Linked DNA regions of Sus scrofa: region 2 is linked to region 1. The links are chromatin contacts, called in public promoter capture Hi-C maps. All regions are on one chromosome and are shown on one strand. The core of a region is the stretch at or near the end of the contact, and the rest is flanking DNA. Distances in the headings are between cores, read along the strand shown.

Region 1 (3,358 bases), core at 425-2,924:
GACCTCGCGTCCTCTGCCTCAAAGATGCAGGTCTCCAGGCCCCAGCCCTTTTTTTCCCCCGGGACCCACGAGTCTGAGCCCCCCGTCCCTGCCCCCATGGACTCAGGACTCCAGGCCCCAAGCCTGGGCTTCTTTCAGATCCCTAGGGTCCAGCCTGCAGCCCCCTCCTCTCTCTGACTCCCTGCAAGCCTGGGACAGAGACCTCAACCCTCCTCAGTCTCTGGGGCGGGGTGGGCCAGACTCATGCTGGGGTCGCTGTACACCTGGCCTTTGCCCCCACAGCTCGGAATACCTGGCCATCACCTCAGAAAGCAAAGAGAACTGTACGGGCGTCCAGGTGGCCGAATAGCCCCGGTAAGGTGGGTGGGTGGGCGGGCAGGGCCTGGAGGGCCCGGGAAGTGTCAGCTCTTAGGTACCTGATGCCCTGTCTCTCCCTCACCTTTAGGCCCCAGGCTCCGCCTCAAGGAAGAGCCAGCCCTAACGGGGAACATCCGGGCACAGCCTGCCCCCAATGGGGGTTGGCCATTCCTGGGCCTCCACAAGCCTCAGAGTCCTGCCACCAGAGCCTCCAGGGTGGGAGGGGGTGGGGGGCTTGGCTCGCACCCCAATCCAGCCTTCCTCCTCCTGCCCCATCGCCCACCCGCGCCATGCATGATGGGTAAAGCAATACTGCCGCTGCCCCCACCCCTGCTTCTGCTGCCTGTTTGGGAGGGGGGGCGGTGAGGTGGGGGCAGCGGCTCCGCACCCCTCCTTCTTGCTGATTTGCACACACTGGCCGCTTCAGACATGCACTACTGGGGCCCGCCCCTCCCCCGCCCCCTCCCAGCCCAGCGGGGCTGGCGTTGGGCTGGACTGGCTCCGGGCAGGGGGTTCTGGGACCCACTCCGACCCCCAGCGACACTTCCCTCCCTGCTTCCTCTGGCTGGACCTGGGGTCTCCTCTCCCTGTGATGCACTCTTGCCCCAGCCCAACCCGCCCTCTCTCACCAGCCTTGGATTGTGGCCACCTAGAAAGGGGCCCATTCAGCCTCGTCTCTCTTTACACAAGTAGTTTTGTTCATGGAATAAAGATTCTTGGACTTGACTCATAGTCTTGCTCGTGAGCCCAGTCACCTTCTCCACTCCCTCCAAGTTCAAGGGTTTGGGGGAGTCATTAGCGGGGACCAAGGGTTTCCGGGGAGCCAGACAGGAGCCAAGGAGGTGGATTTGTAGCCAGAGGTTGCCGGGGTGCGGGTGGGGGGTCGTGGGGTAGGGGGGACAGTGGTGAGGGAGAGGGAAGGGGAAAGGAGGCTACGAATGGAGAGAGAGGGAGACCGGAGGCTGGGCAGCGCCAAGGCTGTGCTAGCGTGTCCCCCTGTGGGAGGCTGTGGCGCTGAGTGGAGCAGGAGCGTGGGACGAGCGGGTAGGCCCGGTTATGCAGGGGCTGCCCATCTGGGGTGAGCAGCGGGGGTCTGACTGTGTTTGGGTGCACGGCTGTCCACAGGCAGGTGTCTGCTGATGACCCTTGTGTGTCTGGGTGTTTATCTGACCCTGGGGTCTGACGTGGATGACGCTTGGCTGCTGGCGGGACAGTGTGTCTCGGCCTCCGGACACTTCCGGCCACTTGGCCTGGGCCTCAGCCCTCAGTGCTGCCCTTTCCGGGCCAAGTCCCCATCCCCCCACCCCCATCTAGGGCTTCCCAGCTCCAGAGGTCACTGCTGCGGGCAGCACAGAAGCTGCCAAAGCAAACCAGCCCCCGTGACTTGTAGGAAAGCAGCTGGGGGGCAGGGGCTGGGGGAGAGGGGAGCTGGGGCTGGGGCTGGGCTGGGGGACCCTGGAAGGGGCTGCGGCTGGAGTGTAGGAGGGGTCTGGGGCAAGGGCTGGGGTGCTGGAAGGGACAGGGATGGACAAGGAAGGTGTTCGGCCTGAGCTGGGGTGGAGCGGGGGCTGGGGAGGTGGCAGGAGAAGGGATGGAGGCAGGGTGGGCTTGGGGCAGCTGGGTCCCTCCAGCTGATGCTCTGTCTTTGGCTTCATATCTCCTGTCTTCTGTCCTCATGCACACCCCCAGCCTGCTGTCTCCCCAGACTCACGGCCCTCAGGCCCGGCCTGTCCCTGCTCCACCTCCCCTCAGACCAGCACACCTGGGCCCCCTCCAGGCCGGAGGAAGCAGGTGGCCCGGCCAGCCTGGTCCGGCCCCTGCAAACCCTGCCCCACCAGCCAGGTGGCCTCCAGCACTGCCAATCCCTTTGCCCTGCCCCTCCCCGCCCCTTCCCCCGCCTCCGGCCCAGCCCCCTCCTCCTCAGGTAGGCAACCAGGCCTAGCAGGCCCCACGCCGCCGCCACTGCCGCCCGCTGCCTCTGCCTCCGGGGCCTCCGCCGCTGCGGGGCCACCATGCTCCTGCCCAGGCCTGGAGACTGACCCCTAAAACCGGCACCGTGTCTCAGCTCTGCCCCCACCCGCCGGACCCCAGGGTAAGGACCAGGGTCCTCGCCTCCAGTCCCCAGAACATGGGTCCTGCACCCCCATCCGACCGAGTGTCCATCTCCCAGGAGAGGGGATCCCAGGGAACCCCAAGAGTGGACTGACCTCTCTCCTCTCAGAGTTCCAGCCCCCTCTTCTTCAGACTCCAGGATCGGGGACCAGTCCTCCCTCAAACCCTGGAGTCCAGGCCCCTAAGCCCACCCCCCACCCCCATACGGCGTCCTGGCCCCCAAACCTCCCTCTCCCCAGGACCCAGGGAGCTCCTCCCTGAAATCCAAGAGTTCAGCCCCTTCGTCCCCTCCCCACTCAGGCCCAGGCATGGGGTCCCCCAGCCCCGTAAACCCAGATGTCCCCCCCCACCCCAGCCGCTGGTCAGACACTGACCCCATCCTTGAACCCAGCCCAATCTGCAACCGTGATCATGGTGTGCTCTGGCCGGGGCCCAGGCCCTCCAGCCTCCCTGGATGGGCGCCTGGGACTGGGGGCACAGGGGCTGGGCCGGGCACCCCCAGGCCCTGCCTCCCCCCTCATCTCCCCACAGGTCCCGCCCCGGCCCAGGAGGTCAGCCGGGGGATCATTAACTAGAGGCCGTGACATGGCGGAGAAAGAGGGTGAGTCCCCCTTTCCCGGAGCCCCCGCTCCGGCGCTGCTGACTCCCCTCCCTGTGTGCTCTCTTCCCCAGCCCTCCGCCCCCTGGAACCCCCTCTCTCCGGCACCCCTCCTGGGCCCATCCCCCATCCCCACCCCCTCTGAAGCCTCCGCCATCTGATTAACCATTAACCCAATTTTCCGTGGGGCTGTGCCACCTCCTGCCTCCCCGCCACCCCCCATGCCCTTCCTGGCTCCTTGTCTCAGTTTCCCCTCATCCCCCAGTGGCTTCTCAGTGGACTTGTCCTCTC
Region 2 (3,358 bases), core at 421-2,920, 170 kb after region 1:
CGGCTGAATCAGGGAGGAGGTCTCCCCCAAGTAGTGGGAGGAGAGGCCGGGCCTATGCACCTCCCCGAAGCCGCAGCCGTGATGACCTCTATGACCAAGACGACTCAAGGCACTTTCCACAGTCCCGGGATCCCCACTACGATGACTTCAGGTCTAGAGACCGCCCTCAGGCTGACCCTAGGGCCCGTTACAACCGCTCCCGAGATCCTCGGGATGATGGTTCCAGGTCCAGGGACCCCGAATACGATGGGCGGCTACTGGAAGAGGCCTTGAGGAGAAAGGGGCCTGTGGAGAGAAGGAGACCTTACAGGGATGAAGAGGAAGAAGAGGAGGCCTGCTTCCCTCCAGCGCCTCCCCCTTACTCTGAGACTGACTCCCAGGCCTCAAGGGAGCGGAGGCTTAAGAAGGTGAGTGACAGCCCTTCCTGGCTCTAAGACCCAACTGGATCCTCTTCTCCAGTCTTCCCAGCTCACACTCACTTTTTTCCTTTCTCCCTTGCAGAACTTGGCCCTGAGTCGGGAAAGTTTAGTTGTCTGATCTCAACGTTTTGTATGTAGCTTTTGTACTTTTTTTAATTTGAGGGACCATGGATCATCTTCCTCGCCTAAGACTAATAAAACTTGTGATCATAAGTCCTAAGTCTGGAAGGAAGTGTTTGTTTTGCTGCGCGAGGTTGGGAGCCCAAAAAGCTACTGTGTGTGTGTGTGTGGGGGGGTGTGGGTGTGTGTGTGTCCGCAAAAGGCCGCAGGTCCAGTTCTCTCATGGGACTTGCGTTGTGAGCCAGGAGGAAAGGACCCGCTCTGCCTTCTGCCTTCTCCCTTTCCGCGGCCAGGAATACGTGCCCCACGCTGGCCCCGCCCCGCCCTGCGTGCGCGCCCCGGCCCCGCCCAGACATGCGCATGCGCCCCGGGACCCCACCTTCGCGCACTTCAGCCCGGCCGCCGGGGGCGCGCGTGCGCGCTCCTGTCCCCTTCCACCCCCATTCACCCCTCCCCCCCGACCTACTTTTCTGTTTCCAAGCCCCGCCGCCTGCATCGTCCCCGGCGACCAGAACCCCTCCTTCAGGTCCCCTGGCGTTCCATCTGGGCCCGCGTTCCACACCGGCGGGCGGCCGGCGAGTACCGGGCAGACACTGAGGCTGTGGCGGCAACCTCTCGCCCCACCGGTACCCGGCCCGCGCGCCCGCCCGCCGTCCCAGACAGACAGCGCGCGCGCTCCCCGGGGGCTGCCCCCCCCCCCGCGCGCGTCGGCCCCGGGCTCGCGCCGCCGCCGCCGCCGCGCGCGCGCAGCTCAAGTAAAGGAGGAAAAAAAAGGGGGAAAAAATAGAAAGCAGCGGCGGCTGCAGCAGCGATCCGCCGCCGGACTGGGCCAGGCCGGGCGGCGGACGCGCGAGCCGGCGATCCAAGGGAGAGGCGGCGGCCATCTAGGGCGGGCCGGGTTAAAAAAAAGTCGCGGCGGCGACGGCTGCTCAGGGAAGGAGGCCCGAGGGCCGCGTGCACCGGGCGGGGGGCGGCTGCGCTGCGTCCCGGAGCCTAGAGCCGCCGGGAGCCGGCCGGCGGGCGAGCGGGCGGAGGCGGCGGCGGCGGCGGCTGCAGGAGCAGCGGCGGCGGCGGCGGCGGCGGCATCTCCTCCTCACATGACCCCACTGTTTGTCCCCGTGATCAGCGCGAGCGGCTCCCGTGTCTCCTCCGTCCCCTCCTGCCGCGCGGCGTGAGCGCCGGGCTCGGGGCCCCCCGGCCGCCCGCCCCCTCCCCTCCCTCCCTCCCCTCCCCTCCCTCCCCCCGGGCCCGGCGCCCCCCCCGCCCCCACCCCCCCATGGACATGCTGGACCCGGGTCTGGATCCCGCTGCCTCGGCCACCGCTGCTGCAGCCGCCAGGTAAGGGCGCCCGGCCGGTCCGTGCCCCCGCGCGCCCTGGCCCCGGCCCTTCGGCCTGGCGGCCGGGCCGCCATGATCCCGAGCGGCCGCCGAGCCCAGCTCAAAATGGAGGCCGCGAGGGAGGGGGGACTTGCGCGAACACCCCTGGCCCCCGGTCCTGGAGGTGCCCCTGCCCCAGACTGTGTCAGGCGGCATGGGGGCCCTGCACCTGGGCAGAGGGGCGGGGGCGCTGGCGGCCCTGACCCCCTCTTCCCGTCCTCCCCGCAGTCACGACAAGGGACCCGAGGCAGAGGAGGGCGTCGAGCTGCAGGAAGGTGAGTGCTCGCGGGGCCCACCGGGGTCTCGGCCTGCGCCCGGGAGGGCACTGGGGGCGCTCAGGCCCGCACCACCGCTGACCATCCCCCCTACCCTCCTCCGACCGCAGGCGGGGACGGCCCTGGGGCGGAGGAGCAGACGGCGGTGGCCATCGCTAGCGTCCAGCAGGCGGCGTTCGGCGACCACAACATCCAGTACCAGTTCCGCACAGAGAATAATGGAGGACAGGTGAGGCTGCGGGCCCGGAGCCCGGCGGCAAAAGGAGGGCTCAGCCCGGGGTCGAGCGGGCGGGCTGGGAGGGGCTCGAACCTGGCCCCTGCCCGGGCCCCAGCGCGGGTCTCGCTGCTCTGCCGCCCCCTGCAGGTGACATACCGCGTAGTCCAGGTGACTGATGGTCAGCTGGACGGCCAGGGCGACACAGCAGGCGCCGTCAGCGTCGTGTCTACGGCTGCCTTCGCGGGGGGGCAGCAGGCTGTGACCCAGGTGGGTGTGGAGGGGGCCACCCAGCGCCCCGGCCCCGCTGCTGCCTCTGTGCCCCCAGGTCCCGCAGCGCCCTTCCCACTGGTAGGTGCCCAGCAACCTCTGGGGGGGGGGTGAGGATGGAGAAGGGACGTGCAGTCTTTTCTTGGGGAATCCCGCGGGAGGGGCAAGTGGGACCAAGATGCTGCCTTCAGGGCCTCAGGTCAAATCCCTGATGTGCCCATGAAACCTTGGGGAAGACCTTTGGAGCATCTTTCCTTTTTTTTTTGTAAACTGGGGACTATGGCAACAGAGAAGTCTCTGAGAGTTAAAAGTGGGTCAGTTCTCCGAGTGATTGCTGAGTACCTGCCAAGTTCCAGGGCTATGAGAGGCAGGGCAGAGCGGCACACACAGAGGGCTTCCCCACTCTCCGTAGGGAATGCAGTAAACATCAAACATGGCAACCAGGGGATGGCTTGGGGAACAAAGATGGCTAAGGGTGGCCTCTGTGTCCTCCTGCTCCCTAGGCTGTAATCCAAAATCCCTTCAGCAATGGTGGCAGCCCGGCAGCTGAGGCTGTCAGTGGGGAGGCACGATTTGCCTATTTCCCAGCGTCCAGTGTGGGAGATACCACGGCTGTGTCCGTACAGACCACAGACCAGAGCTTGCAGGCCGGAGGTAAAGGAGGAAAGGGGCCAGGGCGGAAG

The links. Promoter capture Hi-C pulls out the DNA fragments that hold promoters and counts their contacts.
Region 2: a promoter capture Hi-C map of liver shows a contact between it and region 1, with 2.8 times the contacts expected there. The contact joins the promoter of USF2 here to the promoter of HPN in region 1. A contact is called at or near these places in 1 of 5 promoter capture datasets (liver) and 3 of 47 Hi-C or Micro-C datasets (liver and skeletal muscle).

Annotation. Positions count from the first base shown.
Region 1 is chr6:44,606,402-44,609,759 of Sscrofa11.1, forward strand. HPN (serine protease hepsin) reads left to right here and starts at 1,675. Exons shown (of 14, transcript XM_021097151.1): 1 at 1,675-1,743; 2 at 2,047-2,449; 3 at 3,001-3,070. The coding sequence starts at 3,055. SCN1B (sodium channel subunit beta-1) reads left to right here. Exons shown (of 6, transcript XM_021097212.1): 5 at 283-354; 6 at 446-1,087. The coding sequence ends at 349. LOC110261282 (a long non-coding RNA gene) reads right to left here and starts at 2,994. Exons shown (of 3, transcript XR_002345329.1): 1 at 2,844-2,994.
Region 2 is chr6:44,772,747-44,776,104 of Sscrofa11.1, forward strand. It overlaps USF2 (upstream stimulatory factor 2), which reads left to right and starts at 1,671. Exons shown (of 10, transcript XM_003127041.5): 1 at 1,671-1,877; 2 at 2,145-2,191; 3 at 2,302-2,420; 4 at 2,556-2,756; 5 at 3,179-3,329. The coding sequence starts at 1,816. It overlaps LSR (lipolysis-stimulated lipoprotein receptor), which reads left to right. Exons shown (of 11, transcript XM_021097147.1): 10 at 1-407; 11 at 502-632. The coding sequence ends at 537.